Linked DNA regions of Mus musculus: regions 2, 3, 4, 5, 6 and 7 are each linked to region 1. Evidence: chromatin contacts called from public Hi-C, HiChIP or PLAC-seq, Micro-C and promoter capture Hi-C data. All regions are on one chromosome and are shown on one strand. The core of a region is the stretch at or near the end of the contact, and the rest is flanking DNA. Distances in the headings are between cores, read along the strand shown. Region 1 holds the start of Ppp3ca (protein phosphatase 3, catalytic subunit, alpha isoform). Region 2 holds the start of Cisd2 (CDGSH iron sulfur domain 2). Region 3 holds the start of Lamtor3 (late endosomal/lysosomal adaptor, MAPK and MTOR activator 3). Region 4 holds the start of Manba (mannosidase, beta A, lysosomal). Region 5 overlaps Manba (mannosidase, beta A, lysosomal). Region 6 has its middle 22 kb from the start of Gm25080. Region 7 overlaps Nfkb1 (nuclear factor of kappa light polypeptide gene enhancer in B cells 1, p105).

Region 1 (4,423 bases), core at 1,173-3,672:
AGTGAAAATGTGAGTTCCAAATGTAAGCTAATCTTTGTCAGTTTGAATATAGTCAAGAGCTGTTTGGGAACTCTAACAGGATTTAAGGAGAAAAGGAAAGGGACAGCTATAGCAGAGAGCTGGCCATTGGAAGGGATGACTGGCTATCTGGTTGACTAGGCCGGGTGTCTGGACCTAGCTATTCCTTGGTTGGCATTGTCCTGTATAGTACTTAAGAATCCAACTTTACTTAATATGCATCTACATTACAGTGCTTAGGGAAACACACGCGCGCACACACACACACACACACTAAAAGTATTTGATGATAGAAAGATGTGCTGTGCAAAGTGATTACTATTTGTCACCCCCTCCCCCCCCCCACACACACCTTATGTGGACTTGGGATGGACTGAAGGGTGTTTCTGAAAGGTCTACCTTTAGTTCCTATTTCTATTATCAAACTTTTCAATGTGTTTGATAATTTCAGCCCCTGATCCTAGCTCAAGGATGCCTTTCCTATGCCCAGGGGAGAGCTACTCTAAATAACAGTTGCATCTGTGAGCAGCGTGGGGGTGAGGGAGTCTTGGCTTTCAAAGTGAGGATCCCCAGATAAGGTTTCCTGGTCTTTCCTGAAGCAGGCCCTGCTCACCCACAGGTCTTGGCGTCCTTCCCTCTCTTCCAGCCATCTGGCCAGGGACCAGCTTCCCAAATCTGCCTTGGCAACTAGCTCTGCTCTAGCCCAGGAGGCTGTTTGCAACAACCCCTAACTGAGGAGATTACAGAGTCCTCTTGTAGATAATTTCATGTTCCCTGAAAATTCCACTGGGCTATATAGATCTTATTGAAAGCAAGGACCCTAGAGGTGGCAAATTTAGCAGCAGAAATCTGGCCACGAGGGCAGCCTCCCTTTGCGGATGGGATGTGACCATCCACTCCATCTCTCCTTTTGACTGGCAGGCTAGCCTTCTCACATCCTCTGTCCTAAAATCCTTGAGGCTACCTAGTTGTCATGCCCCAGAGCCACCAATTTGCTATTAAATTTGTATTTTTTTGGACTTGAGTTTCATCTAATCCCTGTGGCCAGATCAGTTCTCCTGGCTCCATCTCCTAGCTTCCTAAACTCCCCCCCCCGCCCCCTCCCAAGACAGTCCTGGCTGTCCTGGGACTCAGTCTGTAGACCAGACTGGCCTGGAACTTACAGAGCTCCTCCTGCCTCTGCCTCCCAGATGCTGGGACTAATGGAGTGTGCCTCCAGCAGCTTCCCACACCTTTTTGTAGGCCCTTTATTAAGCTTACAGTCCAATTCAGGAAATACGAAAACCCTGATACTGAAGGAATTTGAAAATAAAACAGGAAGGACAAGGGTGAGAAATTTATTCAGCTCTCTTCATAATTTCCTTGCTGGTCCTTGGGGTTGTGGTAGGCCAGGGGGAGGGCTGTGCCCAGAAGATATTTTGTTTGTTTGTTTGTTTGTTTTTTCGAGGCAGGGTTTCTCGGTATAGCTCTAGCTGTCCTGGAACTCAGGAGGCAGAAGATATTTTGAAGAGCATTTCATACACGGTCCCTTATTTTCCTTCTTATGAGGGACTTGTGAGAAACTGCAACAAGCCAAGGCCCTACATGCATCTTGATCACTGAGTGACTGACTGGAAGGAACAGGAAGAAATTTAGTGTCACCTATCGCCACCAGTGACTGCTAGCTCCTGTGAACAGGGAAAAGGCGACCTCTCCCGAGTCTTTCTGACTCCTCTTATCTCCTAGGGCATCCAGGGTCACTGAGCACAGCCAGGGTCGCATAGGCTCCAGTCTGTTCCCATCCACCTTGGATAGCTAGCCAGCCAGCCACCGCGTCCCGCAGCGCCCCAAACACACTTTCGTTTCTTCCCGTGAAGTTGTGCACGCGTCCTAACCACCCCACCATCAGTAATCCCCGTCCACCTAGCTCAGGCAGAGCTGCCTCCCCAAGGTAAGCTGTTTACTCGTCGCCTTCCTTGGCGATCCTCCCTGGACAGCTGCGGCAGCGACAGCAGCTGCGCCGCGGCCGGGAGCGTCCGGCGCTCCTCCTTCCTCGGTCTCCGAACTCACTACTGCGGGCCACTCACACACTCGGAGCGGCCGAGACCCACCCGGGAGTGTGTGCAGGACTTCGGGAGTGGGCAGGCGCGGGGGCACGCAGCAGCCCAGCTCCTCCCGGCCCCTACTCCCAGTCCAGCCTCCCTCCTCCCTGCCCACTCCAGTGACACTTGAGCGGTCACAGGGCGGTGGAGGCAGCAGGCCCACGGGACTGACTGGCACCCTGAAGAAAACAGAGCAGGGGGCGGGGCGGTCACCCAGACCACCGCCTTAGCGATGAGGGACGCGCTCTCCAGCCAATGAGCTTGCGAGGTGCAACGTGGGGCGGGCCCTAAGGCGGACCCCGAGGAGGAGGTGGCCAGGGCGCTGGAGGCGGGGGCGGTGAGGAGGAAGGGGAGGAGGCGGAGGCGGGCGCGGTGGTGGCGGCGGCCGGCGCGGCGGCGGAGGCGAGGTTGTGCCCCGGACTGTGTCCACCGAGCTCAGCGGCTGTTGCCTGTGCGTGGAGAAGCAGCGGCGCCGCGAGGCAGAGGAGGATCGCGGACGAGCGCGGCGGCGGGACGTCTACGGCTGCCGCGGCCCCGGCGGCGCCCGGCGACAATCGGCGTGGGGAAGCAGCGGCGGCCGCAGCGGCAGCCGCCTCTCCAGCACCGGGAAGCCGAGGCGCGGCTGGCGGCGCTGACATCCGCGGCCCTGCCTCTCCTCCCTCGCCCCCGGCCCTCCCCATGTGATCGGTCTTAATCCCGACCGTGTGCGCGCGTGGGGGCTCCATTGCGCGGCGCCCGGTGTCGGTGCCGGGGTGGGTGCTCGCGTGTGCTTCTCCTCCCCATCCCCCGCCCCGTCCCCAAGAATAAAAGAAGAACCGGGAGGCGTGCTCAGAAAATAAATAAATAACCAGCACACACGCGCAGCCCGGAGCGAGGCGGCGGGGCTGGCGGCGGCGGAGGAGGAGTGAAGGCGGCGGCGGCGGAGGAGGGACGCGCGGAGCCGGCAGTAACTTTCGAGCCAGCCCAGAGCCCAGAGCTCCAGCCGAGCGGTTTGCAGCGCGGCGGCGGCGGCGCTGAGTGTCTGGCCCGCCGGTGCGGTCGGGGTGTGCAGTCGGACGGGACGAGCAGCGCGTCGCTGTCCCCCCCTCCCGGTGGCTGGAGATGTCCGAGCCCAAGGCGATTGATCCCAAGTTGTCGACGACCGACAGGGTGGTGAAAGGTAAGCGCAGCGCCGCGTCGGCCCGGGGTGCACCGAGTGCCGCAGGCGACTGTCCTCCCCTCCCCCGCCCCGGTCGTCCCTCTCCGGCTAGCGCCGGGGACCTTCTAGGATCTCCTGCAAGAGGCGATCCCTTCCTTCGCCGCGCCCTGCCCCCACACCGCCCACCCGGCCCTAATCGGGGCATTTATTTTTATTTATGTATTTATTTGTTTGTTTTCGTGGACGGGGGGCAGCAGTTGGCAAATGGCTGAGTGGCTGGGAGGCGGTGGCGGGGGTGGCGGTGGCGGGAGGGGGCGCCCGGGGGGGGGGGTGACTGCTGGCAGGGTGTAGCTGCTGTGACAGAAATAGGAAGTGGGTGGCTGCTCGCGGGCTTGCATGGGATCGGGTTTATGGTTTGCTCTTTGTAGAGGGAGGGGAGGTGATTTATGGCTTTTAAAAAATTAATAGGGCATTTTAATGTGGCCATGGCTTGCCGCGGACTGGCTCGCCCCGGCACATTGCTCCAGGCGCTCCATTGCAGCAGTTCCCTGGGCGCCCCCTCCCCCTCCGCGGGAAGGGCCTGCACAGGACTCGCGAGAGAGCGGGAGAGCGTGGGGGGAGCCCAGCTCCGGCTGCCGCGCGCCGCGGGGGCGGGGGGACCGGGGCCGCGTGGGGGCAGCTCCAGGCGGGGGACGACCGGAGCCCCCGCTGCCGCCCCGGGATTTCCCCGCAGGCCTGGAGCGACGCGAGCGGTGGCGATCCTCTGTCGACCTCCCTTGCCACCCACGGCTGACTGCCGCCGACCTGTCATTGCTCTTAAAGGGTTCCCCGCTGGTGCACACCTTTAGGGTGGGAAGCTCACCGTGCTCCCTTCCCCCAAGCTCCTAGCACCCCCTTGGTTACGGGCTATTTGGTTGTCTTTATTGCTAGGGGTGATTTGTATGTGTATAACTGGCAGGGATGGCTCTGGGTTGCTGGCTAGGAGAAGCCAGGGGGATTCGTGGGGTGAGGAAGGGGACAACGTGGTTGCCCTTTCTATCCCCACCATCCTCACTGTATTCCAATGTGGAACGGGGAAGAGGAACTGCAGATTCGAAAGGATTAAGTAGTGACACTTATTCTTGGGGTCAGGGTTCTGAGCAAAGCTGAGATGGGCACTAGCCTGTGCAGAGCGGGCCTCTGAAAC
Region 2 (4,423 bases), core at 795-3,294, 1.2 Mb before region 1:
GTATGGCTGAATTTCCTGAGTGGCTTTAATAAGAATTATTTACTGACAGAATGAATAGACCTGTAAGGACATAAGCTTATAAGGCTTATAAGGCTTTCTAGCCACTAAACAAAGAGTCATAACCTGCTTCAACAACATTTCATCCACAAAAACCTGAAACTAACATAAATGCAGCCACAGTCATAACCAACACATGCAAGATGCCCTTCAGTAGGGTGAGAAAAAAACGGATTAAACTCCTAATTAATGTGTATTATTAAGACAAATTGGCAAAGCAGAACAATGCCACAAAATGACTATGCCTCTTTGGCTTTGAATTCCCAGTTTTAGTGAATTACATTCAAGACTATACCATTCAGAAGAGAAAAAACAATTGGTTTATGTATACTAACATTAAACTACTACAACGCACTTATTTGAAATATAGAACTCTAAATTTCAAGCTATAAAGGGGCAGGAAGGCAGAGGACAAGATCAGTACTGTCAGAATACCTGCAGGAGGGTTACACGAAACAGTGCCGAGGTAAAGAAATGGCAGGGGAGGGAAGTCAAGTCATGTACTTGCTACAGTTTTTAAAAATAAGGGCACAGGACCAAGAAATTTTGATATTTATAGAGAACAGAAGATTTGGAATTTTTTGTTCTTGTTACTTTTATGTTACTTCAAGTGTCTGCATGTTTCCTTGGTGTGGATTCGTCAGCTACAGTGCTTTCTAATCTCTTTCATACACTCTACTGGATCTAATGTTTAAACACGTTAAAAGCTTAAAACCTACTTGTTAACAGAGCAGTTGTCAGTGACAATTAAAAAAAAAATCTCTCTGTTAAAGTCTGTATGGTATAGGTGTATCCATATAAACACATGAGTCTCTTTTGTTTTTACTTTTTATCCCTGGGAGGGGCGAGTATCAAATGCACATCTGTTTGAGGAACTCACTCAGGAAAAGCCAAACTGCAAACAAAATAATTTCCTTGGAATGGGGCTGACACCCATCTCCAAATACTCCTCAACAATTTGGTATGAACTCCATCTTCTGGTACACGGAATTACTTTTTCTTCCAAGTCTCCCAATTATTGTATTTCAAGTCAAATGTCTCTAGACTACTCACCTCCGAGTTATCTAAATTCATGTTTGCATTCGCTGATATTAGGGACCTCAGGCACTGCTGATTTTGTCACCATCTCATACAGTCTGCGGACACGGTTTAGAAAAATTTAACCTACACCATCATGCTCCAAACCCAACACAATCTATCAAGTACTGACTGCATTCTGCATATAGTCAAGATATTTATTACTGAGCTGCGGGAACCTTTTCATACAGGCAGAACCTTAATTCACAATAGATTCAATGCTCCAAAATCATAGAGCCTAGGAATACATCCGGCTACTTTTTCTGCACCTCAACTTGCTCCAGGAACTGTAGTTATGGAGGTGACCTCAAATGCCTCCATGATAGGTGACTTCAAGCCTCCAAGTGCTGTCGGGAAGGGAGGTCACTGGTGATTTCGTTAATACAGGCATCATACACGGGCATGGCGTGGAGGCAGTACTTCTTCCCCACGCGCTGGGCGCCTCACACAGCGAGGACTTGGAAAGTGCTTTACAAGATGCATGCGACAGTGAGTTCAGGAACGAGCCGCGTCGCTCCTACCTCAGCACCTACTCCCCGGCATTAACCCGTTGGGTCGGTCGCCCGGGAAAGGAACCCTTCCCGGGGCCGCCTCGCGCCGCGCAGGCGCACGCCGGCCGCGGGTCACGTGCCAAGGCCTGACGCCCCGCCCCGGCCCGCCCCGCGCCGCGCCGCGCTCTCCACCGCTGCCCCCACGGGGGCGGCGCGCGAGGATGGGACGGCGGCGGGAGGGTTACCTGTGAGGCGGGCGAACCCGGTGATGCTGTCGGGGACCGGGAGCTGCTTGAGGTAGGCGGGCAGCTGCACCTTCACGATGCGGGCCACGCTGTCCAGGACCATCCTGCCGCCGGCGGCGTCCGCTGCCCGGCTGCTGCGCTTGCGTGAGAGCGGAAGCGGCCGGCGGGCTCGCGGGCTCGGGCGGGAGGTGGCCCGCCGGGCCGCGATTGGCGCGCGGCGAGTGACGTGCGCGCTGCGGAGCGGAGCCGAGCGCAACGCAGCGCCCAGCGTACGGAGCCCGGCCTGTCCTCGGCTCGGCTGCGGGGGTGGGCGTCCGCTTTCGACCCTTGACGTCTGCGGAAGCGGGTGGCCGGGTTTTGAAAGAAACCCAAAGTTACCCACTGATTGTTTTTTCCTCCGCAACTTTAGTCAGTTCTGCCCAAGCAGTCAAAGGCTTTTCTTTTTAAAGGGGGGAAATGTGTTTGCCCCCCACCCCCTTTTTTAGACAGTCATGTAACCCAGCCTGAACTGACATTCAGGAGGCTGATAACTATGAGTATCTTCATCTTCCAAATGCTGGGATAACCACGCTTGTCTTGTGGAGTTTCTGTGACACGGGGCTTACGTCTTGTAAAATGTAAAGGTATTGGAGTGGTTTTACTTACCTATCTTGGCTGAGGTTAGAATAGCCAGGGTAATGCATTCGCTGTGGAGTTAAGGGCTTTTGACCCAGGAGCCTACTGTTGAATAGCAAGCTAGTCAGATGAGCAGGCTTGAAGGTCACTGAGGATGGACCGACCCCAAGTTCAGTCTGCAGCTTACAATCCTCGGAACTGAAACTGCAACTCTGATTACTGGTCAAAAAAAAAAAAAAATCTCTGGCCTTGGTGAAAACATGACATTCTAAACTGAGCCAAAGATCTTAAGTTTGCTATCTGGTGCTGAAAAGGAGAGCTTTCTGGGAAGAATAAAGGTGTAACCACTGTTCTCCCTCCTTTATGAGTTCATCCAAATGGGCCTATCAAGGAAATCGGAAAATTGTCTATTCAAGAGACTTAAATAGTACAAAGCCTACTTAAAAAACATGTCACAACACCATAGTTTAGCTGTTATCCACTGTCACCTCATGAAATTGTTCACCTCTATAGTGTTCCCTTTGGTCTCTTCTCCCCTTTGTGAGTACCCTACTTTATCATTTAATAAACTCTTGTCTTCACTATCCTGTGTCTCGTTTAAATTCTTTAAACAGACCACAAGTACTAGAGCTAAGGGAAGGCCAGAGCAAGTACCTGGTAAAAGTATCCTGGAAACTTGACATCAGTGTTCTGTAACATTCAGCATTTGGTATGCCCACGTAACATCGAGCTGTAATCAGCTTTATTTTTTTGTTGGTATTTTAAGTTTGAAAAGTAAACTGTTGGGGGGGGGTGGGTATGGGGGACCTTTGGGATAGCATTGAAAATGTAAACGAGGAAAATACCTAATTTAAAAAAAAAATCTAAAAAAAAAAAAAGAAAAGTAAACTGTTCTTTGAACTGTTTAAATTTAACTCTGATCATTTTTTTCACTAAAACACTAAAAAGAAAAGTAGCAGGTGATGAAAAGTTTTTTTAAAATTACTATCATTTTTAACCTGATCAGATTGACCAAGTACAATTGGATAATTGAAGGTTTTTGGATATAGAACATGTCTATGAGCTATGGCATAGCAAATGATACACCAAAAAGTGGTGATTTAAAAGATTACTGTTTCCATTAGGATTTCCATATTTCCATTCCTTTTGGGAGGTTAGGTTTTTTGTTTATTTGTTTTGTTTTGTTTGTTTTTGTCTGAAGGAAAAAAGGTCCCAAAGTTGTTTGTCTTAAAAGGAGTGAAATTTAAGCATTCTTGCCCTCTGAACTGTATTACCTCTGCTAATCAGGTATACCGTCCTTGTGGAAATGGTTGAAGTAGGAGGTAAGTTGAACATAGGGTACACTGAAGAATGTCTGCGAAAGGACATTGGATATTTCTTTTAATTCATCATGACAAGGACAAAATAGGCTATGTTGAATGACATTCTTAAGACCTCTACAGTTTTTCATTTGGGATAAAAGGTAGAAACCTGTCTTAGAAACACAAATATTCAAGTGCCAGATTACAATTCAGTGTACTCAGACACCAGTGTCACCATATAGGGTATGTCTAATACCCAGAGAGACTCAACAATTCAGCACACTCAGACACCCTTGTCACCACATAGGGTATGTCTAATACCCAGAGAGACTCAGTATTCTTTAGAGCCACAGTTGGCAATACCACCACTGCAATTGTTGTTTTCCTTTGAATGTTTTTGAATTCCATATAAAAAGAATTACAGGTGTGTGTGTGTGTGTGTGTGTGTGTGAGAGAGAGAGAGAGAGAGATTAGCTTCCTCTCAGCAGTATTTGTAGATACTGGATTGATATTTTTGATGGAAGCTTATATGCCTAAAACTTTTTTTCCTTGAAATTTAGAAAAGTATGGATCATATATTAGCTGTTTCTGTTGAATGGCACGAGCTATGTTAAAGGATAGTCTTATAGTCCCATCA
Region 3 (4,423 bases), core at 715-3,214, 1.2 Mb after region 1:
TTTTCTTTTTTTCCCTCTCCTTCTCTACCTCCTCCTCCTCCTCCTTTCTTCTTCCTTCTTCCTTCTTCTTCTTTTGAGACAGAGTCTCACTATATAGATCTCACTATCCTGGACTCACTATGTAGACCAGGCTAGCCTCCAGCTTACTGAGATCTGCCTGCCTCTGCCTCCCAAGTGCTGGAATTAAAGAAAGGCCTGCCCCACCATGCCCAGCATAGGATCCTCTTGATATGCTCATTCTTTTATTCATTCACTCATCCATTCATTCAATAAATGTATGAATCCCTGCTGTGTCACAGGTAATGAGCTAGGAGCTGGGAATTATTCATGGATTAAGACAATGCTCTAAGTGTAAATTTAATGAAGAAAACATTATTGTCCAGGAAATGAATGTTTTAATTTTGGTAAATGTAAGAAGATCACAAATTACCCATTTATCTATTAACGCCTATCTATCTTTAACATTTATCTATTAATATTTATTTATTAACATTTATCTATATATTAACATTTATCTCGAGTACCTCTACTATTCTGGAAAGGTCAAGGAAGATTTCACTGAGAAACTAAACTTAAACTAAAACCCAAAGGATGAACAAAAGGGGGGCTGAGACACTAAAGAACAACTTCATGCACAGTGGGCCAACCAATGCTATCACAAACACGCTGGCTCACACAGCTGAGCGGGCCTGCCGGAGATCAAGCCAGCCAACATTCTAGCATGCAGTGGGGATGGTTGGTGAGCCTACCTACACTGAAGTGCTATGGGCAATTGATGGCTTCTGAGAGAGGTGTCAGTGTTCTTTAAGGGTGATCTCTGGTAGGTTGGCCATGCTCCATTGGCTAGTCCCACAGGCCCCGGAGATGATCAGCCCAAACTGGACTTGATAGGTTATGGGGGCGGGGGGGGAGGACACAGTTTGAAGGGTACAGACATGGGGGTGAACCTAAGGGGAGTTAGAGCAGAAGAGTCAGGGGTAAATATGATCAAAATGCATTGTATGAAATTCTCAAAGAATAAAAGTATTAAAACTTTGTGGAAATGAAAAGAAACTTGAGTGGCGATTTAGTAAAAGAATTCCAAAGTAGGTGCTCCTAGAGAGCTTACCGTTTTCTTTAACGGTACACGACTGTTAACATCTGCAGCAAAAGCCATCAGCTTCCATTCCCCCTCCCCGCCCTCCCCCCACTCCCCCCAGCTCAGGCAGCCACTGGGGAGTATTTAGATCCCAGGTGATTTTCGTTTGTCCTCAGGGTTTCTACCAGAGTCTCCTAAGCGGATTACATGGCTGCCCTCTACCACAAAAGAGTTATCAACGCGTCAGTAATGAGAAACACCGGGCCAAAGCAAATGGAGAAGCCTCCCTTTTGCTAAGCTTTCTTGCCTTGCCCTTACAGTGGGCTTTCTTGAATGTACAAACACCAACAAAAAATATAGGCAGTTTTTATTTTATTTTAAGAAGATACAACAAATGCAGGCCCAAGAGCCAAAGCAGGCAGCCCAGTGCATGCGTGTTCAAAACGGACTTAGCAAACGAGCCCATAGGCCCATGGCTCCTGCACTTCTAGGTAAAAACCCAAGAGAACATGTGGTAGCAGCACCGTTAGGAAACTGGCTTGTAAATTAGGTTATCCAAGGACCTGGGACTTCTAATAAGTAGGCTGCTCAGTTTGTTCTCCTCAAACGTCTTCATTCATAAAGATTTACATAATGGGTCTGGGAAAGGTGTACACATACTCCGCACAGGATCATCTTCCGTTGTAGGTGAGTTGGATGGAAATTAAGGTGCAAGGACCGCAGATGCCAACCCAGCTGCTCGTGGCGCAGCGCGCAGGCGCAGGAAAAAAAAAAAAAGCCTCCAGGGGGCGGGGCGGCCGCGCGCGCAATTTCCGCCCGGGTCTCCCCGGAAGTTCCGAGTCCCGGTACTGGAGGGTGCAGCAAGTGCTTCCTGGATCCCGCGGAGGTCACGAGTAATGTGACAGCGACTTGACAGGCGGCTTCAGAGAGGCGACTGAACTGCGGGAACACCGGGGCAGGTCTTCCCAGGCTGGAGCGCGCGTGCGTCTGCAGAGGTCGCCGCTCCTCTCAGCTCGGGGACAGAGTGGGTGGGGAGAGGTGGGCTGGCCACCGGGCAGGGTCCCCGGGAACCTCCCCACTCCCTTGACGGAGATCCAGGGCTCTCGCTTGGCCCTGGAGAGGGTGGATCTCGTGATGCTGTCTGGGTCTGGAGAGGGTGACTAAGCCTCGGGTGCGGGGGAAGTCACGGAAGTTTTCCTTCCAGGAGTGGAGATCGATTCTGCGAGGAAAAGGGGTTCATCATGGCGGATGTAAGTTGACACCCCTTCCCAAGAAAAAGGGGAGGTGGGAGGTTTGCATACGGCTTCTGAGAGGAGAAAGGTAGAAATGTGTTTCAGCCTCGCCTCTCTTCCTGGATTTGTAGTAAGGACTTGCAGGGGCCTGAGCTTCTGTCAGGACCGGTTGTGATGGGCCACTAAGGTGCTTTAGCCTCAGAGAACTATATATTCTTCCACCTCCTAATCCTATTGGAGCATACAAGAACTCTGTGTGGGTGGCACTGGAAATTCTGAAGGATGACTGGCCGCCCTTCCAGTCAGTACCTGTTCATAGGACAGTGCTCTGAATCCTCTCCCAGTAAATAATGCTCTTGGTGTCTCAGTAGGCAGTGTTGGGAGTCTAAAAGGATGGCTAACGCGTGCCCCCTTAACAAGCTATGTTCCGTTTCTATGTGTCTGTTTAAGACGAGAGCAAAAGTAAGTTTGTGGTGGTAACGTGGGAAAGGACACTCATTCAGTTTGGGAGATAGAGGTTCAAAACAGCACACATTTAGAGTGGAGGTCATAATTGTCAGTATCTTTGCCAAGAAGCTGAATGTTAGAATAGTTTATCGGAATTAGGATCATTTAAAAAAAAAAATTCATGGGCAATCTGGATGCCCGGACATGGGAAGAGATTTATAGAGGATTCTCAAGTGAATACGGTAGCATCCGGATGTAAAATATTAGGAAGCACGTGACCTCATTTTACAGCAAATCTGTATTTGTGTGTCCCAATTCCAAGTACACTGACATAGCCCTTACTAACCTTTGACAGCGTTCTTAGGTTGTAGGGTCTGTGATTATCCCTGTAGACATGTAACGAAGCATATAATGAAACTGAGGCCTAGAAAAAGGTTAACTAACTTCTCCCAAGTTATACACGTCAGAGATGAAATGCCAGTGACAAGTGGTGAGTTCATGTCCTTTAGGGATAGGGACAGGGCTAGAACAGCACAAGGTAATAATGGTCTTTTAAAAATTATTCTCTTTCAGGATCTAAAGCGATTCCTGTACAAAAAGTTGCCAAGGTAAGAAATTATTGATTTGTTGCTGAATAAATTCTGTGCAACGTGTTAATCTTACAAAGTATTTTGTTTCTCCTTTTAAAATTAGTATTTTTATAAATTTCATGGTAATTATTTACCACATTTAAATATAAAACTAACCCCAGGTATCCTAAGAGATGGCTTGAGTTTCCAGATAGCTCGAAGCCGAGCTGTTGGATGACTTCTGTGTGGTTCTACGGGGAGAGATGCTGGGGACTAGAACTTAGATTTCCTGCCACTTTCAATTTTTTTTTTTTTTAAAAACACACTACCGTAGTTGTTTATTAGCTTATCTTTTAAAGTTCTTAAGTAAATTTAAGAAAAGAAGGTTAAAACTTGCCATTATTTTTAATGTTACTATTGGGACCTAATTGCTAGGTCAACGTAATCCAAAATTACTAGGCTAAGACAATAGTTGAAAAACAAATTCACTTCCACACTGCACTTTGTGTGCCATTCTTACAAAGAGTTAACAGGTGTTAAGGTTAGCAGATTTCTTATAACATATTTTACTGATCCAGAGGACTCCACTTGAACTCATTGGAACTCACTTTTAGTTTAATTGAAAAGAAGATGTCTTTGTTGACAAGCATTTCTTTTGTCTACATTCACATCTTTCTACAAATGACTCAGATTTTGTAATCATTAGGGATAAGACAGGAGTGAGGGGAAAATGTCTTGTGTTTTCACATCTCAGAGCAAAACAATCAGATTGGACTGAATAACCTTTGAGGTCATCTAGCAGAATATTTTCTGAAATCCTTTTTCTTATCTTCCCAGTCTAAAATTGTAAGTGGTTATGTGTGGTTATCAGTTTATCTCTGTAGGCTGAAAAAAATGAACTAACGTTCCTTTAGACTTACTTGAATTGCTGGATGTATGGCTTATGTTTTTACTCTGATTATAGATTAGTGGAAATGAATAACTGTGTTCTGGTTGTGATTTATACGGTGTATATCGAAAACACCGTGGGTATTTTAAGTGAGATAATGATTATTATCAACTTTATGTTAATGAAATAATTAATTAATTTTAGTTAA
Region 4 (4,423 bases), core at 948-3,447, 1.2 Mb before region 1:
AATTATTTATTATTTAATGTGAATTTATATCTCAACGGTATGTATTTATGTCTATATGTATGTACAGGACATGCATGTCTCATGCCATCAGAGGTCTGTAGAGGACCTTGGATTTACTGGGACGAGAGTTACAGGTGTCTGTGAGTCACAAAGTGGGTGCTGGAAATTGAATGCAAGTCCTCTGCAAGAATGAGTGTTCTTGAACTTGGCCTGGCAAAATGGTTCCCACAAAGAAAAGCGGCGAGCAGAAGAGCCATTCTGCCATAAAAGAAGTGATGACCAGAGAATGCGCCATTAGCATTCTCAAGCACACACACCGAAGTAGGCTTCAAGGAGCGTGCCCCTTGGGACATTTGCCATGAAGGAAATGGGAACTCCAGATGTTTACACTGATGCCGGGCTCAATGCTCCATCATATATTCATGTACGTTTGTCCAGAAAACATAATGAGGATGGGGACTCACCAAACAAATTCTACAAACTGTTAACTTACCTACCTGGTACCACATTCAGAAATCTATAGAAGGTCGGTGTGGATGAGAACTAACCTGCTGAATGCCGAATGAAGTTGCAGATCTGCCGACTAAACAAAAGACAACAAACAAACAAACAAACAAACAAAAAACAAGTGCTCTTAACCACTGAGTCACCTCTCCCGTCCAACCATTGTTACATTTTTGAAACAAGCTGGCTTCAAGGTCCCTATGTAGACAACGACAGTCTTGAACTCCTGATCCTCCTCCCTCTGTCTCCTAAGTGCCTTGATTCCAGGTTATAGCCAGTCACAGTGTCGTTAGACTTCAGGCTTACAGGTTGTGAGCCACTACCTGCACCTCCCTTCACCTGTCTTTTAAACAGTGTAACTTCAAACGCACAGAAAACACCAACTTCAACTTCCTTATGCTTGCTCTTCTGCCTTGAGACAGCTGAACTTTGTCCTCTGGGTACTGCTGTCCTTTCTGAAGCGTCTCTCAATGTCCTTGCTTAAGCTGTAGTAGATATATATATATATATATATTCCGAGTTTTGCTTCATGAGAAGAACCCAGGGGCCAATGAGATAGAGCAGCCGTTAAGGGGGAATGTCTCTAAGCCTGACACCCTAAGTTCTAGCCCTGGGACTCCTCACAAGCTGTCTGCTGACTTCCACACGCTCGCTGTGGCAGGAACCCCCATTCAACTCCTCCATGAAATTAGTAAGTAAAATGTGGGGTGTTTTGTTTATTTAAAAGAAGATGAAGAACCCAGCCTGCGTCTCCGTCTCTGAAATTAGTGTCTGCATTGTTTTGTTTTGTTTTTTTCGAGACAGGGTTTCTCTGTGTAGACCTGGCTGTCCTGAAACTCACTTTGTAGACCAGGCTGGCCTCGAACTCAGAAATCCGCCTGCCTCTGCCTCCCAAGTGCTGGGCTTAAAGGCGTATGCCACCACGGCCCGGCTAAGCGTCTGCATTCTTTTTTTTTTTTTTTTTTTTTTTGACAGGGTTTCTCTGTGTAGCCCTGGCTATCCTGGAACTCACTTTGTTCGAGGAGGCTGGCCTCGAACTCAAAAATACGCCTGCCTCTGCCTCCCAAGTGCTGGGATTAGAGGCGTGCGCCAGCACGCTTGGCATCTGCATTCTTTTAAATTCAGGGAATGGGAATTCTGTTGCTTGTTCAGTCCCACAACTCAACAGTGAAGGAGGGAATTTCAGACTCACCTGTAACACTAACGCAGTTTCATAGGAACCTCAGAAGCAGCTCCATGATGTAGCCACCACTAACAGGGAGCACATGGCGCCTCTCAGTCAACAGTTGAAGCAACCCTACGAGTTTATAGTTAGCACTGTTTAGTCCCAGCAGGTCGCGTATTGAGGGAGCGTTCAGCCTGACAAATCCTGGGGCCGGGGGACCATGTACAATCTGCTGGTCAGGCGTGGTAGGAGCTGTCCCCGGGCAGAGCCTGCGTACTATTGTGGACGCGCACCTGTCGTCTCCCAAATGGTCAGACTCTGCTTTCCAGACTTTTCTGTCGCTTTTCATCATTCGGATGAGCGCCCCACTTACAGGATCGAGCTGGAGCGAGAAGCCCAGCTCACAGGTCGCAGAGACCCTGGCCCTGGGCGGTGCTTGTACCCGCGTGGCGGGTCCCGGCTTCAGTTCCTCCCTGCAGGGCTGCGGGAAGCGCTCAGCTGACCTGGGGGCGGGTCCGTGCTCGGGGCGGGGACACAGCGTCCAGGCCTTGGCAAGGCTTGGGCGACACTGCCGGGTTCCTGCTTGCGAGCGGTCAGCATGCATCTTCACCTGCTCTTGATATTGGCGCTATTTCGGGCCGGCTGCGTGGTGGCAGGTCCTAGCTACAGCCTGAGCGGGAGCTGGCGGGTGAGCAACGGGAATGGCTCCCTGGAGCTACCGGCGACTGTCCCCGGCTATGTGCACAGCGCCCTGCACCAGCACGGGCTGATCCAGGTAGGACGCACAGTCACCCCCCACACCCCCCATGCGGGTCCAGGTCAGTAGGTGCAGCTGTGGGCAGTTGGGGGAATGGCCTGGGAGTTCAGGCCAGTTGTGGACACTGACCCTCCCTCGCTGGGTCTTCAGTGACCTTGGAAGGCGGAAGTTGTGTATATGAAACAAACGGTATGTCTGCTGTCTACTTATTGTGGTGATTCTCTGCTCAAGCATTTCCTAAGAGGACTTACCTTTCTCCCTCCGGACAGGGTTACTGTTGCAATCATCTGGATGCTTGTAGCTTTTAGTTAATCAAAGTTCGCCGACCCTAGGATGTCCGGGTTTTCTTTTTCTGCTTTGAAGCCTCGTGCGTCAGGTTTGAAATAAACACAAGGGATTGGGGAGAGCACTAGTAAAGTTTGGTTGTTGATGCTAATGAGGAGCCTAAATATTTGGGAGGGGAGTGTGTGCAAGTGTGTGTGTGGTGTGTGTGTGTGTGTGTGTGTGTGTGTGTGAGAGAGAGAGAGAGAGAGAGAGAGAGAGAGACCCAGAACCATGAGTATACTAAGCACACATTGTACCACCACCGAACTACACCCCAATCCTAAAGCCTGAATACCGTGCTGACATTTTTTTTTTAAATGAGAGTCTGTCATCCAACAGTGTGGTAGGTTTCTTTATGATAGTTTCATGTGAGTGCACCATGTTCTCTGCCCATATTCACTTTTTACTGGGTCTTGCCACCACGTGATCCCTCCCTCGTTCAAGGAGTTTCTTTCCATTATGGTGTCCTATATACGTACACTTATGAATACATATATTTACATCTAGAGTCAACATGAGTAAAAACATGCCATATCTTGTTTTCATTCTCATTTGTCTTATGTTGTTGTTTTGTTACCAATTTTTATTGTCTTCATTATCCTTACCTTCTTTTTTTTTTCTGGCTTTTGAGACAGGATCCCATGTAGTTCAGGCTGACCTTGAATTCCCAATGTAACTGAGGACCACCTGAACTCCTGATCCTCCTGCCTCCTCCTCCCATGTGCTGGAGATATAAGTGTTTACCATCATGCACAGCCTAATTACATCATTTTTCCTATGGAAAATGTGTGTGTGTGTGTGTGTGTGTGTGTGTGTGTGTGTGTGTGTGTGTGATTTTCTTTAACCATTTGTCTGTTAGTGGGCATCTGGGCTGATTCCATCACTTGGCTATCATGCCGCAACCAAATGGCTACACAGATATTTCTGCACTATGCTGTCCTAGGATCCTTCAGGTATCGGAAGGAGTGGTGCAGCTGTTATGGGGGAGGGGGGGGCTTATTCCTAGTGGTTCTTTTTATTGCTATTGTTTTTGAGACAGAGTTGTTTTTGTTTTGTATTCTTTGTTAATTTGCCTTGTTTGCTTTTTTTTTTTTCAAGACAGGGTTTCTCTGTGTAGCCCTGGCAGGCTGGCTTCAAACTTCACAAGTTTCTGCCTTCCGAGTGCTAGGATTAAAGGCTTGAGCTACTAATACAGGTTGAGTGTCACCATTTTTAATGGTTTGAGGAACATCCATGCTGAACTACATAGTAAGCCTGCATAATTGTGTGTGTGTGTGTGTGTGTGTGTGTGTGTGTGTGTGTGTGTGATCCAGAGGTTGGTGTTGACTGTCATCAGTCATATTTACCTTATTTATTGAGTCCGGGACTTTCACTGAACCCCAAGCTCAGTGAATGCCTAGACGAGTTAGCCACAGTCTCCACTCTCCCATTGCCAGGATTACAGTGGAATCTCAACCCGGGCCCTCCTTGAGGACAAGCACTTCACCAGCTGAACCACGTCCCCAGGACGTTTGCCTGCACAATTTTGAAAGCTTTCTAAGTGACCAAGCCAGCTCAATCAGTCAACCGGGTCTCAAGGGAGGGAGTGAGGATTGAAAAAGAAAAAGCAATTAGACAAAATGATAACCCGACCCCAGCCAGTGCTGAGGCTGAAGCAGCTTTAGTTTTCTGCA
Region 5 (4,423 bases), core at 737-3,236, 1.2 Mb before region 1:
TTAGGCCTTCTCCCACTAACCACTAAGAAATAATAAGAAAATGCCTTACAACCTAGTCTTATAGAGCTGTCTTCTCCATTGTGACTCCTTCCTTCTTGTTTGTTTTATTTTTATTTATTTATTTGTTTGTTTATTTTTGGTTTTTTGAGACAGGGTTTCTCTCTGTAGTCATGGCTGTTCTGGAACGCACTCTGTAGACCAGGCTGGTCTCAAACTCAGAAATCTGCCTGCCTCTGCCTCCCAAGTGCTGGGATTAAAGGCGTGCGCCACCACTGCCCGGATTGTTTTATTTTATTTTATTTTATTTATTTTTTTTAAGATTTATTTATTTATTTTATGTAAGTACACTGTAGCTGTCTTCAGACACTCCAGAAGAGGGCGTCAGATCTTGTTACAGATGGTTGTGAGCCACCATGTGGTTGCTGGGATTTGAACTCCGGACCTTCGGAAGAGCAGTCGGGTGCTCTTACCCACTGAGCCATCTCACCAGCCCTGTTTTATTTTTTGAGACAGTCTTACCTAGTATCTCTGGATGCCCTGGGACTCATGTAGACCAGGCTAGCCTCAAACTCAGAGGTGCACTGGCATCTGCCTCCCAAGTACTCTGATTAAAGGTGTACAGCACCACACCTGGCTGAAGTTCCCTCCTTTCAGATGACTCTAGCTTGTGTCAAGTTGACATAAAGTCGTCAGCACACACATCCTGAGTCACAGTCTACTGGAACTGAAGCAGAAGTGTAGAAGGAGGAATGCCACTTAACTGGTTTGCTCCTCGTGTCTCTCCCAGCCTACTTTCTCATATAAGCAGGACCACCTGTCTAGGGATAGCACCGCCCACAGTGGGCTCAGTGCTCCCACATCAATCATTAATCAAGACAGTACCCCACAGACCTTCCTAACGGCCTCTCCGATAGAGGCATTTCCTCATTTGTGATCCCTTCTTCCTAGCTATGACTAAGTTTGTGTGAGTTTATGTGTACCACCCATCTCCAGGAACCTACAGAGGCTAGAAGAGGGCTGGAGATACAGGTGGTTGTGAGCTGCCTGATGTGGCTACTGGGAACCAAACTTGGGTCCTCTGCAAGAGTACTAAGAACTATTAACCGAGTTCAAGGCCAGCCTGGTCTACAGAGTGAGTTCCAGGACAGCCAGGGCTACACAGAGAAACCCTGTCTCAAAAAACAAAATAAAACAAACAAACAAAAACTATTAACTGTTGAGTCTTCTCTCTAGCACCAGTGGAATAGGTCTCAAAGGGAAAAAATTGGTGCTACAGCAACTGATTGGCTTGGATAATAGATTTATATAAATCATTCCTCTTTGTATTATAGTCGGGGTCACTGTGACTTTGCTATCGGCTATGTCAACAGCCCAGGAGGGCTACAAAGCTTGGCTCCTTGTCCTTTAAAAAAACGGATAGATTTAATTTTTTTATTTTATTTGCATTAGTGTTTAGTGTGTGCCCAGTGCCCAGGGAGGCTGGAAGAGGACCTTGGATCCCTTGGAAATGGAATTACAGATGATTGTGAGCCACCAGTTGAATGCTGGGAATCATATCCTGGTCCCCCGAAAAAAAAAAAAAAAACCAAGTGCTCTTAGCTGTTGGGCTACTTTCCAGGCATTGTTCCATTCAGCTTTTACGATGTTGCTGGGGAATCAAACTGAGATCTTTAGACCTTTGCAACAGTGCTTTGCCTGTTGGTCCATATCCACAACTCCTAGTAAGTCTGTCAGCGCTTGGCCCTTGACTGGCTGCCACACAGAATCAAGCCCACGGGCTGCAGTTTGCTAACATGGATAATCCAGGAAAGCTGGATCCTATGAGTGTGGCAGTGAGTGTACTTACTGCCTGTGTGGTCTCTACTCAGCCCCCAGCAGCGCTCACTTAGAAAGCGTAGTGAAAAGTAGGTTGGAAATGCTTAAGGTCTCCAAGGAATGGGAGTTTCTGCTGAACTTTGGGCAGTAGAGGGCAGGAGATGTGCTGCCCCCTGGAGGCTATCCGGGGTAGTGGAAGCAAAGAGCAAGAACTGGGCCCTGGGAGAGAAAGGAAACGTGTCCCAGGGCGGTCAGATTTTATTTACTGCCAGGACTTTGGAGGTTCTATGTTTGGCTTAAAAGAGGCAGCCAGAGTCTCTTGGAGACCGTTCAGTGGGTGAAGGCGCTTGCTGCCAGGCCTGATGGCTGAGTTCAGTTCTCGGACGCCACACAACGGAAACGCAGAACTGATTCTCCCACCGAGTCCTCTGACCACCCACATAGGTGCTGTGGAGTGTTGCCCTGCTAATTAAGGTCAAAGTCTACCATTGTCCAGATAGCCTTCTGAGCTCTCACAAAATGGTGGACTCTCTTTACCAGCAGGGCTTCTCCTTCTCTGACCTTCTCCGGAGAGTTCAACCCCCACCCCGGTCCCCCATCTCCCCTCTATCTGTGGAATGTCTTTGGTTAGATTACAGGTTCAGCTTCCTTTCTCCTGATAAGAACTGGATCGGCAAGCACCTGAGATTCCTGGGATGCCTCTCTAGGCTAATGAGGCGGCTCAGTTTAGCCTTCAGCCAATGACCTTTGTCCATCCTGGATTTTCCTACTCCTTTCCCCTAAACTATCTAACCATTGATTCACCCCTAAAAACGTTGGTCTGTCTCCCTAAAACTGATCCTGGAATGACTTCATTTTCTTTTGTACTCACAGGCCATCCAATACCCTGTTCAACCACTCTGCCCACTTCGTCCACGTGGGCCGATGGCCGATGGCCCTGGGGAGAAGGGAGACCCACGGTGGTGCATGCCTGAGCACTCTCACACATATAAACAAATATATAATAAAAAACAATCAATACAAAGGGAGCCGGTATCTATCTCCGGACACGTTCTCTGATAATGAGTATTATTTGTACCGCAGAGCTCTTTCATTTCACGCATACTGTTGGGAATTTTCTCCCACATCCTCGTCGTTTTACAGCACTGGGCACTGTTCTCGGGGCCTTGCATATCCCACCACTGGGCCGTATCTGCAGCCTCTGATCCACAGCCCACATTCTCAGTGTTAATCGTCTGACTTTCCTAGGCCAAGAGTTCATTAATTTTTAGGTGATCAATAGTCATTGTTTGTTACCTATTTCAATTGTTTATTTTTAGCATATTTGGCTACCATGTTTATCTTGTACCAACAGGATCCTTACTACAGATTTAATGACCTGAACTATAGATGGATTTCCTTAGATAACTGGACCTACAGCACGGAATTTAAAATCCCCTTTAATCTCAGGTATGTATATTTTTATATATACTATACTAATATACTACATCCATATATACTATATATACTATGTCCATATATACTATAGTATATATACTATGCCCATAGATACTATGTACTATATAGTATATTATAGGGCTGGCAAGATGGCTCAGTGGTTAAGAGCGCCGACTGCTCTTCCAAAGGTCCTGAGTTCAAATCCCAGCAACCATGTGGTGGCTCACAACCATCCATAATGAAATCTGATGCCCTCTTCTGGAGTATCTGAAGACAGCTACAGTGTACTTACATTAAATAAATTTTTTTAAAAGTATATTATATATACTATATTATGTATACTATGTGCTATATACTGTATTATGACAAGATTTTCATTTATGCTTTATGTCTGCTTAGGTTGTATATCAATCAGAGTTAAATCAGATTAGACTTTTGTGTTATCGAAGTGACTGTGTAATTTATTTTTCATTTTATATGTGAGGATGGGGCCACTGCTCATCAGTCATGACATTGCGTTTTAGGGAATAATTGCTCTAGTGGTTATACTGAAGTCACCTAAATCCCATTTTATATAAATGCCCTGGACTTCCCCAGTGTCTTGGAGAATGTATTGATGTATTGATCAGCAGTACTTTTTGTGAAGTTATTCTGTGTGTGTGCATGTGTGTGTGCGTGTGTGTATGTATGTGTGTGGCCAAAGGAGAAATGCCAGGCGATTTAATCAATTACTGTCCACTTTGCTTTTTGTTTCTCTGAACTTTGAGCTCTCCAATTTTGCTAGACTGGTCAATGAGTCGCAAGGGTCCTCCTGTCTCTGCCTCCCCCGTTCTGGGCTTGCCGGCAAGTGCTGCTGTGCCTGTGCCCATCGTTTATGTTGGTCTGTAAATTGTGCTCAAATTCTTCTGCTTCCATGGCAAGCGAGCACCTTACTGACCAAGTTATCTTCACAGGCTCCCTCGCCACCACAGTGCTTGTGTGTGTGTGTATATGTGTGTGTGTGTGTGTGTGTGTGTGTGTGTGTGTGGTGTGTGTGTGTGTGTGTGTGTGTGGTGTGTGTGTGTGTTGTGTGTGTGTGTATGTGTGTATGTGTGTGTGTGTGTGTGTGTGTGTGTGTGTGTGTGTGTGTGTACGGGGATGGTACTAGGATCTGAGCCTAGAGCCTTAGGCA
Region 6 (4,423 bases), core at 694-3,193, 1.1 Mb after region 1:
GCTAGGGGTTACACTGGTTTAAAGGGGTGGTTGTAGGTTCTTTCCAAAATCTATGACTTCACTAGCCTTGGATAGTACTAGTACCAGGCATGGCTTACCTCTTGTTGAATGGGACTTACGTCCAAATAAAGCTGTTTGTTACCACCAAGGTATTGGTGCCACTACTGTGCCAATAGGGTTACTGTACCATGCTGGTTGCTGTTGTGGTTCCTAAGCATCCTATTGGTTGCTTTCCTCCTTTGGAATCTTGCCTGGTCCCTTCTTCTGCCATGAGAGCTTGGCCTCAAAGAAGGGGCATTCAGATCAGTCCTAATTCAGTGGCCTCTGGGCCCTGTGTCCTAAGTGCATGGTGCTCTCAGCAAGAGAGACTTACCTCCCGTCTTTGGACGGCAACCAAGGGCAATCACAGTAGCAATAGCCTCTAACATCTTGAGAGTCCCATGGATAAGCCTAATCAACAACTCATGAAGGGGGTTTCTCATGTCTGCTGTTGAGGTTTTTGTTTGATAGTCTATGGCTCTTTGGAGGAACTTTGTCAGCCCAAATGAGAGATTTTTATTTAATTATAATATACATGTGCATGTACTGTGGGCATTTTTAGGTGAATGGTTACAAGTCTGGTTCCTTAGGACTCTCTCAGACATCCTTACTGCCATTTTACTTCTGTATCTATCCCCGTCCTCATTAAGCAACCCCCCTCTTCCTGTTTCTCTCTTCAGACGACTTTTACCCTACGATTTCCTTCTCTTCTCTCCCCCCTCCATTTCCTTTAAACTCTAATAAAACAATGCCATTGAGCTTCCATTTGAGTCTGTCCTTAAATTATTTTACTAATGATGCTAAGAACCCAAGACAGGATGCAGACTTCCCTCATATAATTTACAAAAGTGATAATCTGATTGGCTAGCTCATCTCCTTAAGCTAGGTCATACCTGTAAGGGGGGGTAGGGGGGTCACTGACCTGCTTAGCAAAGATCTTTCCCAAACAAGATAACTAGTATTTCTCCAGTTAAGACTTGGCCTATAGCACATGATCATTTGTTATAGAATATAAGCAGAAACTTCAGTTTCTATAAGGCTGATTTCCCTAACACACTGGGTGGCCACATGACTCCTGTGCTATTTATCTGCTGTACCAGTGAACCCATATATGTTTCTTGGACAGATATGTTGCATGATTTACAGGAATTTGCAAAAATGTTTGCCCCTTTCAGATGACCATTTGTCCTCACTAATTTTGGAAAATGTCTGCTATAATTATTTTAATTGTCCTCTGTCAATTCAGTCCTTCAGTGTTTTATGTTCCAAACATTATAAATGCTAGCCTCAAAACATGTAGCCTACTTCAAAAACACGAAGGCCATGAGGCCTGGGCTCTTCCCTGCAGACCGGCGGATTTGCTAGCTTGTGGCAGGCACACGTGTTCCCGTGAGCACTGGTTATTTACTTTAAAGCCCTTTGAAGTGCTTCAAAATGTGATTTGTCAGTGGAACGGTGATAAAAATTTTCTAAACTAGCCACAAAAAAAAAAAAAAAAAAAACTTTAAAAGCATGGGCTTGAAATTTATTTCTTTTCACTTGTGAAATTCCGGTTCTATTTTCACTGTGGTCAAGGAGCAGTGGAGAGCGCCTTCAGGAATCTCCCACCCCTCTTCAGCCAGTGCCTGAGACACCTGTGCTGTCCTTGGCATGGGAGGACAGAGGAAGCCAATCGAGAAGCTGGAAGCCATACCTCTCCTCCTGTCTCTGGACCCTTTTCACCGCCAACGCCTCCTACTGATCTTCCGGGGAAACCACCTATCTAATTGTCAGACAAAGCACAATTGTCTAAGCAACCTGCTCTGTTAAATCCATAATGAGAATAATCACAGTCCTGGCAGGCCTCGGGGAGCACTCCTCCTTCCGGAGGAATTGATCATTAGCATCACAATGGATGCCACTCACCCTGTAGGCAGTTACCCTGTGCCAGGCATTCCGTGAAAGACTTCCCACGTGTGATTTATAGAAGGGTTCCTGGTGCACAGCGAACTGGGAGCTACCTGGATGCATTTTATTGTCCTATTTATTTAATGTGGAAATTTGGCTTCTCGAGAGCATTTATTAATTCACAGGCTCAGTACATGATGCATAGAAGTTGACTCTTAGCCCTTTCAACTCCTTCCCATACACTCATCTTAAACTTCGCATCACTTTCTGAGTTCTCCAGTGGTCCAGAGATGGTCAGAATATGTTTAGCAACTACAAACTGGTTCAAAGAGTCATGTGTTGTTTTTCTTTCCGAATGAATCCTCAATGATAATCAGTCCCTCCCTCGGTAAACAACAATGAATGAATAGGTCCTTTCCTCAAAAAGTCAAATAAGTGGTTCTTAAACCTCACTTTTTAAAAGGGCCCAGAGAGCTTATCCAAAACCACAGGGCCCTAGGTTCCACTCTTTCAGCACATGTTAAATCAGTATATCATATGACATCCACATAGACTCTCCATACACCAAACTGAGAGAAAACCCCAACTTTGTTTCTTTTCTTTTGTATTTTATTTTTATCATTTAAAATTACATGTATGTATGTGTACATGTGTGTCTATGTGGGGGTCATGTGCACATGGCCCACAGAAGCCCCACACACATCACACATGTCTCTGGAGCTGAGTTACAGGTGGTTGTGAGCCTCCGGGTGTAGGTGCTGGTAGTCGAACCCAGGTCTCTGCAAAGCAGGACTTGCTCTTAACTGCTGAATCATCTCCCAGACCCTTTAATTTTTAAGAGTGTGTGTGTGTGTGTGTGTGTGTGTGCATGCATATGCATGTGTTGGTCTGCTCCCATGAGTTTCCACCCAAAGAGACCATCAGAGAGCATTGACTCCCCTGAAATTACAGTTAAAGATTGCTATGAGCTGCCCAGCATGGAGGTGGGGAGCAAGCTCTAGTCCTCTACAAGAACAGACACATTCTTATCCATGAGCCATCCCTCAAGTCAAAGAGAAGACGACTTCTAAGGGGCAGGGCCTAAAGTCATTAGTATGGAGACTGCCTATTGACCTCCATGAGCCATCCCTCAAGTCAAAGAGAAGACGACTTCTAAGGGGCAGGGCCTAAAGTCATCAATATGGAGACTGCCTATTGCCCACAAAGCTTTAGGAAGTTGATCCCTGACACTGTACTTTTAAAAAAGAAAAGGAAACACATTCTAAAGAGTGAAGAAAAGCAAGGCAGGGTGGGCAGGACAGAACACTGCAATGGAGCTGGGAGGGAGGAGCAATCAGAGCTGCCCCTGCCGTGCACCAAGCACAAGCACGTAGCTGCTGCTACTGAACCCCAGGGTGATAGCTCTTCCTGCTTATCAGCTTGACTCTATCTGGAATGAACCACAATTCAGAAATGGAGAGCTCACTTGTGATCCAGATCTTGAGGCTGGAAGATACAAGTTTCTGACCTGGATCTTGGCATGGAGATCTTGAGGCCTAATGGCTAGGAAAAGCTTAGGCCCAGGCAAGGTAGTGCATGCCTTTGATCCCAGGAGACTGAGGCAAGGAGATCTCTGAGTTCAAGGTCAGCCTGGGACAAAATGAGTCTCACATCCAGGTGTGGTGATATGCACCTTTAATCTGGGCCACGTGTCCTGCTGGAGACCTGCATAAAGACATTGGTAGAAGGAAGATTCGCTCTTCTCTGTTTCCATTTACTTGACAGCACATCTGTTAGGATCTACTTCTATGAAAGACCAGCTGAAACAAGTAGCCTCGTGGGACTGAGCAACTACTAGATTCTTGGACTTCCAATTCACAGCCACCCATTGTTAGGGAGTTGAACTACAGACTGTAAGTCATCATAATAAATTTCCTCAATATAGAAAGACATTCCGTACATTCTGTGACTCTAGAGAACCCTGATAATACACCCAACTTCCTAAGCCACTCTGTTTCCATGTAAGGGCACAAGGCACCATGTCTCTCCCATTTTGAAGAATGGCTCCTATGGAAAAAAGATTTGGAAATTAAGTGCAACACAGACCTAGTAGTGGCTCCATCGTAAATGTCGTACAACAAAGCAACTTATGTAACTTTTCTGGTCTTTAGTTTTGTCATCTGCTCAACATACAGAATGATTTGCTTGGTATTGCTAAAAGAGTTAAAAAATAGAATAGGTGCTTTGTTAATTACTTGCCTTGTTAGCATGGCAACATGCTTGCCAGGCACAACTTATGAGAGGAAGGCTGGGTTTTGGCTCACAGTTGCAGTCCATCATCGCTCTGGAGTCATGGTGGTAGGAATGTGAGGCTTCTGTGTCTCACCTCTCACTCAATCAAGAAGTGGAAAGCTCAGGGTGGAAGTAGAAATAGGTATCACCTTCAAAGGCTGCCAGAGCAACGCACTCCCTCTAGCCAGGCCCTACTTCTCAACAGTCCATACAGGGTCCAAAACAG
Region 7 (4,423 bases), core at 824-3,323, 1.0 Mb before region 1:
GCACCCAAACACTTGGGAGGTAGAGACAACAGGATCTATGTGAGTTCAAGGTAAGCTTAAACTATAGTGGAGATGCTGTTTCAAGGAAGCAAAAAGCATCTCCATGGTAATCATTTCTATATAGTTAAGGTAGTTGTTTCATTCTTTTCTTCATCTTTAATTCCAGGAGAAGAAAAATATAATTGAAAGTGGCACAAATGCCTCTTAGGTCAAGGGCTTATAATTATAACATTGTCCAAACCCATCCTTGAGAGGCCAAGACTACAGATGCAAGGATTGTCTCAGGCAGGACAGATATCTGGTCACCTCTATTTCCTTAGCAGTTCAAAGGAGAGGACACACATTCCCCTGGCTTTATCCGCTTGCTCGTGTGTGAGACCCTCTCAGGCTTTGCACAGATCCACAAGGAAAGGGGCCTATGGATTTCACACCCGCGTGTTCCCGCTCCCTCCATACCACACAGCCCACTTACCCAACCACCATGTCCTTGGGTCCTGCTGTTACGGTGCATACCCCGTCCTCACAGTGCTTGCCCACCAGGCTGTGGGCGTGCAGGTGGATGTTTTTTCCATTTGTGACCAACTGAACGATAACCTTTGCAGGCCCCACATAGTTGCAAATCTATATGAGAAGCACATTTTCAATAGTTAGTACATCTGACCTGACTGTAACATGGAACCAATCAGCAGAAATACAACATTTTGCAGATATATACATATTTGACTATAGCTCAACTTAAAAAATATACAATGAACACATGACAGGATGGAAATAAATCAAAATGGTAGTGGGGGTTGTTTATATGTCCAGGAAACAAGTCACTGAAAACAGAGTATGCCTCATTAGGTAGGACTGTCACAAGGGTCCTTACTAACCAACACTGTTTCTTCTCTGAAACCTTGTCACGATTTTCAGTGATGAAAACTGGGCAAACCATGCACGAGAAGGGAATGGGTGACTGATGAAGTAAGAGAGACAAACAAAGACTGAGTCCTAACTCCTTGTCATGTGATTACCAGAAAGGTAGTCTTGTTCAGGGGCTTGGCTCTGGAGGCTGTTTTTAATGACATAAGCCCATGGCTTGGTCCACATCACCTAACAGGACACCCACTAGTCTTGAGTAGTTTCCCCAGGCATGGGTTCTGACATTATACTGTATATGTTCAGATGTCTGTGAGTTTCTTAAATAAAAAAAGCAAACTTTCTGACTGAAAATTTGTAGGTTTCACATTTGGTGGTTTAGCTCTTGTTTTACAAAGTTAAGTTTTCCATGTGAGGCGATCATTTCACTTGTGTATTTTTAACGTGGTAAGAACAGCAATGGACAGGACAGGAGAGAGGAGATGACCAAGTCTTTCTTGTCTAGTTGACCATCCCGACCTCTACAGCGTAGAACTTTTCGTCAAGACGGCCCAACATGAGAACCACACCATGAGACTCACACCATGAGTAGCTCGGAGGCATTATTCCCCTCTGAATTCGATTAAGTGAGAACCTGCCATAAATCCCGCCTATTGTTAGAAATGCATGAGGTACGTCGCCTCTCTGGATAAATGTCAACGTGAACGTGAAGAGCCTGCATCTGCTAAAGGAGCTTCCTGTAAAGACACACAGCCTTCCTCAGCCTGCTCACTTATAATATCATTACTATCAGCGGGGTCCAGACTCCACGGAGGCAGGGCTCTACAGAGTTTGCTCTCAATATGGATTTTCTCCAGTGTAACCTTTGATGGTCAGAGCCGGGAAGCTGATCACTGCTCGCGTAACTCCCCAGAGAGTATGGAGAAAAGATACCATTGCCCTGAACAACGGTCTCCCTTCTGGCCAGCGAGCCAGCTCTCTAGACTCCCCAAGGAGGCCTGCCTGCCTGAGCCCTGATACAACATTATAATGAGTTGCTTCTGAACCCACCCCGAAACTCATGAGACGTTTTGAGCCTAGAAATGTAATCCAGTGATGGTGTCTGGAAGTTGATCTTTAGGAGGTAAAATCGAATACACCATAAGAGCCAGCCCTCATCTACGGAGCTGTGAGCTATACAAAGAGGAAGAGATACTTCAGCCAAGATGGCCTCTCTTGTTATGTAATTTCCTGTCTTGTCCTGGGCTGCAAAGTTCCTGTCAGATATGGCTGACCAACAACCTGAACCCTCCCAGGCTTCAAACCCCAGCCCAAGCAAACTTTAATCCTGTGTAATTTGCTTGTCAACCAACACAACATAAAACAGACCAGGGCATACTTCTTCCAGAGCGGCGAGGCCATCAGCAGGACTGCCTTCCCATAGTTACAGAGTGACCTAATTCAGAGAAAGGTTTTGTACTAACTTTAACCTTGACTGTCCCAAAGCATGAGTTGCTTTCTTAGGCACAGAACTTAAAACTCTCTCTGACATTAAAATGAAGTGAATTTAGCAAGTCGTCTTTCTTCACAGGCCAAATACTTCCCCATTTAAGTGTAGGACAATGAATACCAAGTTCTGGTTTTGCTCCAAGGCTGATGATGCTCTTCCTACAAAGTCCCTGGATGGCTGATTCCAGCTCTAGATGGCTGATCACATCGGTCTGCTAATGATCGGCAGAGGCAGCGAGTCACGTGATCCCACTTTTAACTGACAGTGTGCACAGGAACACAGCACAGGAAGGCTCAAGGAAGCGCTTCACTTGGGTGAAATCAGGCAGGCTTTCCACTTAAGCAGAAAGGCCTCATGGGAGAAGGCCTGAGAGTTTGGAATCCGAGCCTTCTGAAGCTGCGCTGACAGGCTAGTTAGTCACTGGCGCTGATGGAAAGAGGTGGGAGGTGCATTCAAGAAGCACTTACTGTTTTTCTTACGACTAACTTCATGGTTGAAGGGCGGCAAGAATGAGGAACTGGGAGGACTCTGAGGTGAGGGACCTGAAAGATCTGCCAGTGACCAATGTGCTGTTTGATCCATCTGAAAGAGTGTAGTCGGGATGGTAGCATTTGGTTTTTACACAGACCACAGAATGAAAACAGGGAGGGCCCTGGGCTTTCTGTACTTTCCAAGATGCCATCTGAGAGAAAGAAAGCCTTACTTGTGGGGACAGCTGTGCGGCACAGGCAAACCTTGACAACGATTTCTTGGAACCATCATTTATCATGCCATAGTGGCCAAGAGGTATTCAACACCAATGTAGAAACTTATTCTGGGAAGGGAATGGAAGTATTACGTCTCTTGAAGATAAAGTTTATAGAGGGCAACTGTCTACTAGGAAGGTCTTTCTGAGAGTAGAATCTGAACAGAGACTCTTAATTGTAAGCACTCAAGCACAGGTAAGAAGCCAAAGGAGCCATCCTGCATAGTCAGCTGCTCGGAATGGGAAGAGTGTGGACTTCAGAGACAGGCTAGGCTGGCTGGGGGAGAGAGGCAGTTCCAGTCTGTGTGACCTTGCTTGGTCTCTTCACCTGTTCAGTAATGTTCAAGGGGCTGTTAATGAGGAATATATACATTCAAGTACACAAACACTTCACAACAGTACTCAGCAGAGGAGAGGACAACCCTCAGGGGCTATCTCAGACTGTCAGATGCTCCCTCACTTAGAGGATGTCTAATAGGTCCATTTGAAGCAAGTGGCTGGAAGATACTTGGCCCACATCAATTCCAAGGGGAAGGTTTTTCTTTTTTCCTACATTGCAGTGTTTTGTTAGTTTTCTACAAATACATTTATTTTCTTTCTTTTGCTATGTTTTATTTTTCTACAAAATACTATGTTATTCTAGTGTCAGCTGCCCTTCTTGGGGACAATCAGACTTCCTTGGCCTTCCCTGATGAAGGAAAACTCTTCTAGAATTCTGGGTCCATGGGTCAGAGCTCCTTTTAGAATAAGAACTACAAGTCATGGGCTCAGGTATAGCCCTCTTAGTCAGCCACGTACTTTTTTTTTTTTTTTTTTTTTTTAACCTCAGATAGCCCTGACCTACTGTGGAAAAGCATTTGCTGTTTCTTCAAAGGGGTAACAAGAGATGAGTGGCCTAGAACTTCCTCAGCATCACAGTTTCAAAAGCCAGGCTGCTCTCTGGGTGAATTCGGCTAACGTACTCTGACAGAAAGCAGAAGCAGCATAAATGTAAGACATCATACCTAAAATCATTCTTTTCTGCTGATTTTTCTTTCGAACATCCTCAGGGTTCTAACAGGGCCTGGCTCTGCTTGTGAACCCAACCTTGCTCTTTACCACAGCAGGTCATGGTTAGGTTAAGATCTCTCAAAGCCAGGCTCAAATCCCCCAGCTGTCGTGGAGTGACGTGTGTCAGCTTCTCCACCTTCAAAAATCAAATTAATGACGAAGTATCACCGGACTGTTTTAAGATTAAAGGAGTTAAGACAACACTTGGTTCCTGATGATATCAACAATCTCAGAAAATTGTTTCTTATCTAGCCCATTATTTCACTGAGTACTAAAGT

The links. Promoter capture Hi-C pulls out the DNA fragments that hold promoters and counts their contacts. A called contact is a pair of places that touch in the nucleus more often than the background predicts. HiChIP or PLAC-seq counts read pairs in DNA pulled down with a chosen protein or histone mark.
Region 2: a contact with region 1 is called in a Micro-C map of embryonic stem cells, with 6 times the contacts expected there. The contact joins the promoter of Cisd2 here to the promoter of Ppp3ca in region 1. A contact is called at or near these places in 8 of 39 promoter capture datasets (the C10 cell line, HPC-7-derived erythroid cells, cranial neural crest and 5 more), 7 of 484 Hi-C or Micro-C datasets (CD8 T cells, embryonic stem cells, natural killer cells and 3 more), 7 of 115 datasets of contacts at active chromatin or transcription factors (astrocytes, bone marrow-derived dendritic cells, embryonic stem cells and 4 more) and 2 of 9 other capture datasets (adipose tissue and liver).
Region 3: a promoter capture Hi-C map of pre-B cells shows a contact between it and region 1, with 2.9 times the contacts expected there. The contact joins the promoter of Lamtor3 here to the promoter of Ppp3ca in region 1. A contact is called at or near these places in 2 of 39 promoter capture datasets (frontonasal cranial neural crest and pre-B cells), 4 of 115 datasets of contacts at active chromatin or transcription factors (astrocytes, fibro-adipogenic progenitors, pancreatic cancer cells and 1 more) and 1 of 9 other capture datasets (adipose tissue).
Region 4: a promoter capture Hi-C map of neutrophils shows a contact between it and region 1, with 5 times the contacts expected there. The contact joins the promoter of Manba here to the promoter of Ppp3ca in region 1. A contact is called at or near these places in 2 of 39 promoter capture datasets (the C10 cell line and neutrophils), 1 of 484 Hi-C or Micro-C datasets (cardiomyocytes) and 1 of 115 datasets of contacts at active chromatin or transcription factors (pancreatic cancer cells).
Region 5: a promoter capture Hi-C map of liver shows a contact between it and region 1, with 2.4 times the contacts expected there. The contact joins the enhancer-like site here to the promoter of Ppp3ca in region 1. A contact is called at or near these places in 3 of 39 promoter capture datasets (embryonic stem cells and liver), 1 of 484 Hi-C or Micro-C datasets (CD4 T cells) and 1 of 9 other capture datasets (pancreatic islet).
Region 6: a contact with region 1 is called in an H3K27ac HiChIP or PLAC-seq map of stem cell-derived neural progenitor cells, with 7 times the contacts expected there. The contact joins the enhancer-like site here to the promoter of Ppp3ca in region 1. A contact is called at or near these places in 4 of 39 promoter capture datasets (the 3T3-L1 cell line, cranial neural crest, hippocampal neurons and 1 more), 3 of 484 Hi-C or Micro-C datasets (the MC3T3-E1 cell line, nephron progenitors and uterus) and 11 of 115 datasets of contacts at active chromatin or transcription factors (craniofacial prominence, embryonic basal ganglia, embryonic forebrain and 7 more).
Region 7: a contact with region 1 is called in a Hi-C map of B cells, with 9 read pairs. The contact joins the enhancer-like site here to the promoter of Ppp3ca in region 1. A contact is called at or near these places in 2 of 39 promoter capture datasets (liver and pre-B cells), 1 of 484 Hi-C or Micro-C datasets (B cells) and 1 of 115 datasets of contacts at active chromatin or transcription factors (stem cell-derived neural progenitor cells).

The regions. Positions count from the first base shown.
Region 1 is chr3:136,667,644-136,672,066 of GRCm38.p6, forward strand. It overlaps Ppp3ca (protein phosphatase 3, catalytic subunit, alpha isoform), which reads left to right and starts at 2,423. Exons shown (of 14, transcript NM_008913.5): 1 at 2,423-3,258. The coding sequence starts at 3,201.
Region 2 is chr3:135,421,389-135,425,811 of GRCm38.p6, forward strand. Cisd2 (CDGSH iron sulfur domain 2) reads right to left here and starts at 2,045. Exons shown (of 3, transcript NM_025902.3): 1 at 1,871-2,045. The coding sequence starts at 1,973.
Region 3 is chr3:137,916,591-137,921,013 of GRCm38.p6, forward strand. It overlaps Lamtor3 (late endosomal/lysosomal adaptor, MAPK and MTOR activator 3), which reads left to right and starts at 1,965. Exons shown (of 7, transcript NM_019920.2): 1 at 1,965-2,073; 2 at 2,283-2,328; 3 at 3,331-3,365. The coding sequence starts at 2,320.
Region 4 is chr3:135,483,414-135,487,836 of GRCm38.p6, forward strand. Manba (mannosidase, beta A, lysosomal) reads left to right here and starts at 2,198. Exons shown (of 17, transcript NM_027288.3): 1 at 2,198-2,444. The coding sequence starts at 2,268. Gm30992 (a long non-coding RNA gene) reads right to left here and starts at 2,188. Exons shown (of 3, transcript XR_376111.4): 1 at 1,697-2,188; 2 at 549-583.
Region 5 is chr3:135,503,740-135,508,162 of GRCm38.p6, forward strand. It overlaps Manba (mannosidase, beta A, lysosomal), which reads left to right. Exons shown (of 17, transcript NM_027288.3): 2 at 3,170-3,264. Among named protein-coding and RNA genes, the nearest start is that of Manba, 20 kb to the left of the region's middle. Within about 2 kb of position 1,987, at least 43 of the 459 cell types and tissues checked have an H3K27ac peak or open chromatin away from gene starts, as enhancers often do. A contact at or near this core is called in embryonic stem cells and liver, where this site is marked.
Region 6 is chr3:137,735,693-137,740,115 of GRCm38.p6, forward strand. No RefSeq gene overlaps it. Among named protein-coding and RNA genes, the nearest start is that of Gm25080, 22 kb to the left of the region's middle. Within about 2 kb of position 1,944, at least 24 of the 459 cell types and tissues checked have an H3K27ac peak or open chromatin away from gene starts, as enhancers often do. A contact at or near this core is called in embryonic basal ganglia, hippocampal neurons, neural progenitor cells and 1 more, where this site is marked.
Region 7 is chr3:135,626,123-135,630,545 of GRCm38.p6, forward strand. It overlaps Nfkb1 (nuclear factor of kappa light polypeptide gene enhancer in B cells 1, p105), which reads right to left. Exons shown (of 25, transcript NM_008689.2): 7 at 473-621. Among named protein-coding and RNA genes, the nearest start is that of Gm46827, 20 kb to the left of the region's middle. Within about 2 kb of position 2,074, at least 132 of the 459 cell types and tissues checked have an H3K27ac peak or open chromatin away from gene starts, as enhancers often do. A contact at or near this core is called in B cells, where this site is marked.